2 separate regions of the Oryctolagus cuniculus genome follow, and region 2 is linked to region 1. Evidence: chromatin contacts called from public Micro-C data. All regions are on one chromosome and are shown on one strand. Each heading gives the region's core, a stretch centred on a gene start, on an enhancer-like site or on the middle of the called end of the contact. The rest is flanking DNA. Distances are from core to core; before and after follow the strand shown.

Region 1 (3,430 bases), core at 550-3,049:
CAAGTTTCTGGCTGCAGGTGCCAGTTTTCCGAGCCAGCACGCCTAGCAAGAAGAGGGACACGCAGGACTGTTAATGACATCAAGAGTTCCATCTGAGCGCACCCTGACTTTGAGTGGTTTGCAGGACATCTTGGCAGACGCGAGCAGCAAATAGCTGGGATGGCCTGTGCTAGAGTTCATAGGTGGGGCAGGTGTTGTGGCCACCACTTGTGATGGCAGCATCCCATATGGGAGTGCCCGTTGGAGTCCCAGCTGTGCTGCTTGCAAGCCAGCTTCCTGCTAATGTGCACCCTGGGAGGTGGCCAGTGATCGCTCAGGTGCTTGGGCCCCTGCCACCCACATGGGAGACCTGGATGCAGCTTCTGATTCCAGAGGGCCAACCCTGGTTGTTGTAGCCATTTGGGGAGTGAATGAGCAGATGGAAGATTTTTTTTTTCTCTCTCTCTCCCCCTTTCAAATAAATTATTAATCTATTTTTTAAAGTGTTTATAACTGGTGGTAGTGAGCTCCCTGTCACTTGTGGCATTCAAGCAGGGGACTGGATAGACATTAGCCTGGGATGTTGAAGAGGGCCTGGGTAGATCCTCAGTGCTCTGGACCTGGTGGCCTTCCAGCCTGGGTAGTTTCTGACCCTACGGTGTTGCTGCTTGGACGCTGTCTATGGGAAATGACCTGTTGGTTATTTGGGGACCTTCGTGGTCTAGAGGTGGTTTGCTGTTTGGGACTTCCATTCACAACCGGAAGTGGGGCAGGACACAGGCATGGTGGCTGGCTTGGGGTCAGGCACCAACTCCAGTGACCCGAGGCCCCCTTGGGCCCATCACTTACAATGACAGAACAAGAAAGTCCTTGAACTTCACCCAGCCTCCGGTCTATGGGCAGACCAAGGGCTTGGCCCAAGGTCACATATCAGGGCGTGACTCTTCCCGACTGGTGGGCTCATGCTCTATCTGGGTCCCAGCTCCCCAAGCCCCGAAAGCATCGCACGCCTGTGTTTCCTTCAGTGCAGGAGATGACCTTTAACACGTCGGCCGAAAGGATCCTGGTTCTTTTTAATTAGGAGGATGCATAGAGAAGTCAGACAGCCGCCCCCACCCACGGTCGGGAGACTAAGTGCTCCCCAAATTACAGCGCGGATGCCAGGGCTCGGGCAACAAGACCGAGCTTGACTGCTGTGTGGTAAGCACAGCCAGCACCATCTCGCCCGTGTGCTTCAGCTCCTCGGTGGAACACGGCCTCTCATAGGCAGGAGACACCGCATCCAGTCTTTCCCTTCAGAAAAACATTCTGAGCTTGCGCAACGCACACCCAGTGTCATTCACCCTTTTTTCGGGAAGCCTGGTGGGCCCCAGGCTGGGGGAGAGGCCGTCTGTCCCCGCGAGGGGCTGTGGTGCGGAAACCATGGGATGGAGCGTCCACCCCCACCCCCGCCGGCCCCCCAGCAGCCACCTGGCTGCGGGACCCCTGGCTGGCCCCTGACCTTCGGCAGCCCTGCGATCGCCTTGGACGCAGCACTCTGTGGGAAGTTTTAGGCAGCTCCTGTGGGGTCCTGAATTTCTTTCCCCTGCTTTGCAAACGTCAGCTGAAGGTGCCCAGTCTGCAGAAGTCCTTGTGTCACTCCAGTCCCTGTTCCCAACTGGAACCAGAATGTGTTCAACCCAAACTCTCCCGGGACCCCCTGCCCTCCGTGTGCCACGCCCCCACCTCCCCTCTGTGTGTGTCTCTCTGGCCACAGGGGCTCTGCCTACTCACTGATGTGCCTGTGCCTCTCTGGTCCCCTGGAGCTTTGCAGTGCTCTGCTGGCTCATCTCCTTGGCCAGAAACCTTAGGGGCCCCCATCCCGACCGGCTCATCAGAGAGAGAAGTTCCAACTCCTGCCCCTCCTAGGCATGGAGCCCCAGCCGGAGCCCCCACCACTTGCGCAAGCATTCCCCTGCCCCTTTTCCTTTTCCATATCCAACCATTCCATGGGCAAACAGGGGTCGAGCCCTTAGTGTGTGCCAGGAACTGTGCCGGGCACGAATGCCCAGACACTAAGTGTGTTTTGAGAGCTCTGGGGTTCAGGGGCTCCGAGGAGGGGCAGGACTGAGAGGAGGAATGGGGCTGCCGCCAGCTCTCTGCTCGCTGGTTTCCTGTTTACTATTAACAGCTGCCCATCCCGCCCCGCGCACAAATGCCCAGGCCAGCCTTGGTGTGTTTTCAGACGGGCAGTTCAAACACAAACCTGAGGCAGGCAACTGGAAATCTGCCTTCAGCTGCCTGGAAGACCTGCAAAGCGCCCCCTCCTCATCCCTCCCACCATGCTCTCTCCAACTTCTGCCTTCCTCTCCCCTCTTGGAGGACATATGGCTCCTTGAAGTTTTTGTTTGCTTGCAGGGGAAAAAAAACCCAGCTTCAGTGTGGAGGGTTTTTCCCTTTTTTTTCTTTATTAAGCATCAAGAGACAGAGCAATCTGCTTGCAGATACTGTACGTGCATAATTAATAAAATCTCATTCTTTATTTATAAAGAGACACACGGGGAACTGGAGAATTAGGGCTATCCCCATTATATATGAAGAGAGGGAGAGAGAAAGTGGGAGGGCGGAAAATACTTTCTGAACACGAGATCTTTCCAGAGGCTCTCACTACGCACCGAGTGAAAAGGCACGCACTGCTCATGGAAGTGGTGCTCCGTGCCCAGAAAGCAGCAGGAAGCAGAAACCTGGTTCAGGAGCTTCAAACAGGAACAGGACCCATCGGGTGCTCCCAGTGCCCAGCAGGCCGGCTTAGGGTATTGGCAGGGGGCAGGAAAACACCGCGTGCCAGGCCGGGGTCTCGGGCACAGAGTCCGTTGCAGGTGGGGGGGAAGCGGGCACAGTCTCCCCACTGAGCACTGCCATCAACCCCGAGTCAGGGGCTAGGCAGAGCCCGTGGTTCCTGCGGCCCCTTCCACGGCAGGTCACATTAATGTGACGGTGGTGGGGGCTTGCGAATGTCAGCTTCGCCCTTGCACCTCTGCACCCCGGATGCCCGGGCAAAACTGCCACTATCAGTAACCCAGCTCATTCTGTAATAGCCCCCGAGACCAGCGAGCCGGGGATCAGAGCCTCACAAGAGTCCTGAGTTGGGGGTGGCCCTCCTTGCTCCCTTCTCTCTTTGCCTCTCTCATTTTTTTCTTGAGACATGCTTTAAAATAGAAAACAGGCTTGTGCAGGAATCAGCCCGTAGGCAGGGGCTGGTGTGTAGGGGTTTCTCTCCCCCCCCCACCCTCCCCCGAGCTCCAGCAGCTCCTGCAGCGGAACGCTCGGCCTTCCGAGGGCGGCGGGCTCGGCGGGCGGGGGGCGGCCCGGGCAGCAGCCCCCGCAGGGTTACCCGGGCGCGTGCGGGGAAACGTCTCAGCAATTCCAGCGCCCGAGCGCAGCGCGCGGGGGGCGGGGGGCAGCGCGGCGC
Region 2 (3,308 bases), core at 612-3,111, 64 kb before region 1:
AGCCTGCAGTACTTGTTGGATTTTTCTCAGGCTGCCTGGAAAAGGCTCCAGGAAGCCTTCTAAGGTTTTGAGCTCACAGGAGAAAAAGGGACAGGCCGGTTGCAGAACAAACCCAGTACCCCCTCCCCTGAGCCCCGCCCCCACCCCTCTAATTAAAGCAACATGCACAATTGACAAAAGTCCTCCCAGAACTTTTCAGAGTGCGATGGAAAAGCAAGGCATCCCAGGCAGACGCCTCACAGGTTCTGCGGGTTCTCAACGAGATGGGAAAGAGAAAGAAAGAACTTTAGGCAGCAGCCGCTTCTGCCCATTCTGCTTAGCAGCCCTGGTCTGAGGGTCCAGTGCTGCCTAGCTCCGGGCAAAGCAGGGGGGGGGGGGCAAGGAGCAGAGGGGCCTCCCCTCTTTGTTCCCTTGGACTCATGGCTCAGAACAAAACACACACACTCACACAACTATCACACAAACTTACCACCACCACGAGTGCAAAAACCCCGGCGGTTCTCCCAAAGTGATGTTTTTTTCCCATCGAATCTGCAAAGCAGAGAGCAGAGGCAGCTTAGAGAAGCCAAGAGCATGGGGCCGGGCCAAAAGGCTGTGAAGACCAACTAACAATAAATGCCAAAAGGTGATAAAAATTCAAAATGGTGGCCACAGTGGCAGCTCCCGAAAACAAAGGCTCCAGGAGAGTGGGGAGGGGGGGTGTCAGGAAATTGGGCGCTGGGGGGGGAGCCCCACTCACCTCCGATAAGAAGGTCTGTGCAGACTTCTGTGCTCCGACGTGCAGCAAATACTCGTAGACGTATAAAGCTAACCTGCAGAGCCGGCAGAGGCAGAGAGAGACGGAAGGCGTCAGACCACACCGGGCGCTGGCTCCCAGCCCCGCCAGCCCCGTCCCATTGTGGGCCCCGACCGCAGGCCGGGCTGCAGGGTGCCCACGGCTCGCGGTGGCTACCCAGGGACGCGTCCACTCCAGTCGTGGAGCCGCCAAGCAGCCCCCAACCTGAACTTCCAAGAGGTGTGAGGGCCAGACCCACCTGGGTCTCTCAAAGTCGCGAGCCACCCGACCCCACGGCCGCCGCGCTACCCAAGCTTCGGGGGTCCACGGAGACTCGGCGCGCTCTGGAGAGGGCAGCAAAGCGCCACCCTCGCCACCGCCCCCAAACAACTGTCCCCCGAGCCTGGGGCCAAGCCGGCGCCGCCGTCCCTGCCCAGCCCGGCGCCGAGGCCAAGGACAGGGAAAGGGAAGAGCGCTCCCGGCCGAACAAAGCCCCCGGCACGCACTCCTCACGCCGCGGGCGGACAAAAGGAGCCAGTGGGGCTGCAGAAGCCACGCGCCCCCCTGCCCGCGCCGGGTGGGCAAAGTGCGGCCGCCGCGGCGGGCGCCCGGGCTCTCGCGCGGGACCTCGCCCACCCCTCCACGCGGCCACCAAGTGCCCCCTCCCCGGCGGCTCCCCCGCCGCCCCAGCCTCCGCCGGCTCCCAACAATGGGCGCTCCCACTCCGCCCCGCCGCGGCCTCGGGGAAGGGGCCAGGCAGGAGGCGCGGGGCCCGGGGCCCGGGGCCGGAGGGCGCAGCAGCCCGGCCCCCGCCCGCCCACCTGCCTCGTACCGCCCGCACGCCCGCCCGCCCTCAGCCCGGCGGCGGCACAGCCGCCACTTGCAAAATAGGCTTACTTTTCCCGAGCCTGCCCGTCCGAGGGCACCGCCGAGCCTTTGCCTTTGGCAAACATGGTTTGCAGAGAAGAGGGCGCCGAGCCCCGCCGCCGCCGCCGCCGCCGCTACCGCTCCGGCGCTCCCGAGCTGCCCCACGCTCCCGGCCCCCTCCCCGGCGCTCGCTCACTCGCTCGCGCTCTCCTCGCCGCGCTCCCCTCCCTCCCCCCCAGGCGCTGGCTCCGCGCTCTTTCCAGCTGTCAAAGCGTCAGCCCCGGCCGCGGCCCCATCGCCCTGGAACTCCTCCCGCGCCGGCTCGGCCTCGGGTGCCGCCGCCGCCGCCGCCGCCGCCGCCCGCACGGCTGCCCGCTCGCTCGCCCGCTCGCTCGCTCGCGCGCCCGCCCGGCTCCGCCTGCGCCGCCCTCTGCGCCTCCGGCACCGCTGCTGCCGCCGCCGCTGCCGCTGGTCTACTTGGAGCTCAACCGAACGTGGCTACCCGGGCGAGCGAGCGAGGCGGGCGTCAACGTCCGCGATTGATGGCCGCCCCGGCCAATCGGCGCGCGCGGGGGCGGGCCCGGCAGGGACGCCCCTGTCAGCGCCCGGCCGCGGCAGTCCCCGCTGCCCTGCTCCTGCGGGTGGACCGGGGGGTGGCCGCGGGCGCGAGCCCCTCTTCACTGCGGATTGGGGAGGGGTGGCGACCCGAATCGGGATGGGAGAGCTCCAGGCCCCCAAGAAGACGGGGACCCGACCAGCACTCCCGCGGCGTGGACCGCTGAGGGTGGAGGGGCAGGGGGCGCTGCGGAGGCGTCCGAGGGGAGGGGGCGCAGACCCCCAAGCCGCGCGCGGCTCGCTCCCTCCCGCCACGTCCCCCTGCCTTATCTGCCCCTCTCCTCCCCCGCCGCGGCCCGCGCCAGCCCAGCCCTTATCTCGTCCTCCCCCTCGGCTGCCCGCCGCCTGGGCTCCGACCCCGACCCCCTCCCCAGACTCCGGCCCGGCCCCCGCCCGCCCCGCCCCCGGTCCTCCCTCTCGCCCAGTCTGGCTTCCGAGCGCGGGGCGCGGGGCTGCACGCTGAGAGCTGAGCTGCTGGAGCCGGCGCCGAGGCGCGCGGCTGCTCCTTTACTAGATCATTAAAATACTTTGGAAAACCCCAAAGTGGAGCCGCGCGAAAATGGCCCTCGGCGAGCTTCGGGGAGCCGGAGGGAGGGGATTGGGGACTTAGGCTCAGAGGGGGGGAAGAGTGGTTCCTCCCCCAAATTTCCAAGGCTTGCCAACCCTGGCAAGTTAGCCCCTCGGATTCTCCACGGGAAAAAGGGGGCCATTCGGGGGTGGCGGGGGGCGTCACCTGGGCACCCCACAACGCGAAATGCGCGCCATAGGTACCCGCAAACTTCAGATAAATGGAACTAAATTGGGGAGTCGGGGGGCCGAGAGCCAGGCGTGGGGGGAAGGGAGGCTTCCATTGTCAGTGACCCAGGTGTACAATGGGAAATTTGAGGGGGGGTGCTGGTAGAGTGACCCAGCTATTTGCTGCTGACTCTGTTCCTGTCCACGCTGAAAACACGCTGTGTGCCTCTCATTGGAGACTCTCAAAACCTGAAACCAGCGGAATAAGGGAAGGCTCCCCCATTTTCAGACTGTTTTTAGAGCGCGGTTCTCTTTA

The links. Hi-C and Micro-C count contacts between places; a contact is called where the count stands out from the background.
Region 2: a contact with region 1 is called in a Micro-C map of ear pinna, with 10 times the contacts expected there. The contact joins the promoter of SSBP3 here to the enhancer-like site in region 1. A contact is called at or near these places in 4 of 6 Hi-C or Micro-C datasets (ear pinna, liver, psoas muscle and 1 more).

The regions. Positions count from the first base shown.
Region 1 is chr7:118,567,335-118,570,764 of mOryCun1.1, reverse strand. No RefSeq gene overlaps it. Among named protein-coding and RNA genes, the nearest start is that of ACOT11, 38 kb to the right of the region's middle. Within about 2 kb of position 1,799, at least 2 of the 8 cell types and tissues checked have an H3K27ac peak or open chromatin away from gene starts, as enhancers often do. A contact at or near this core is called in ear pinna, where this site is marked.
Region 2 is chr7:118,631,191-118,634,498 of mOryCun1.1, reverse strand. SSBP3 (single stranded DNA binding protein 3) reads right to left here and starts at 1,861. Exons shown (of 16, transcript XM_017346276.3): 1 at 1,673-1,861; 2 at 740-812; 3 at 470-531. The coding sequence starts at 1,728.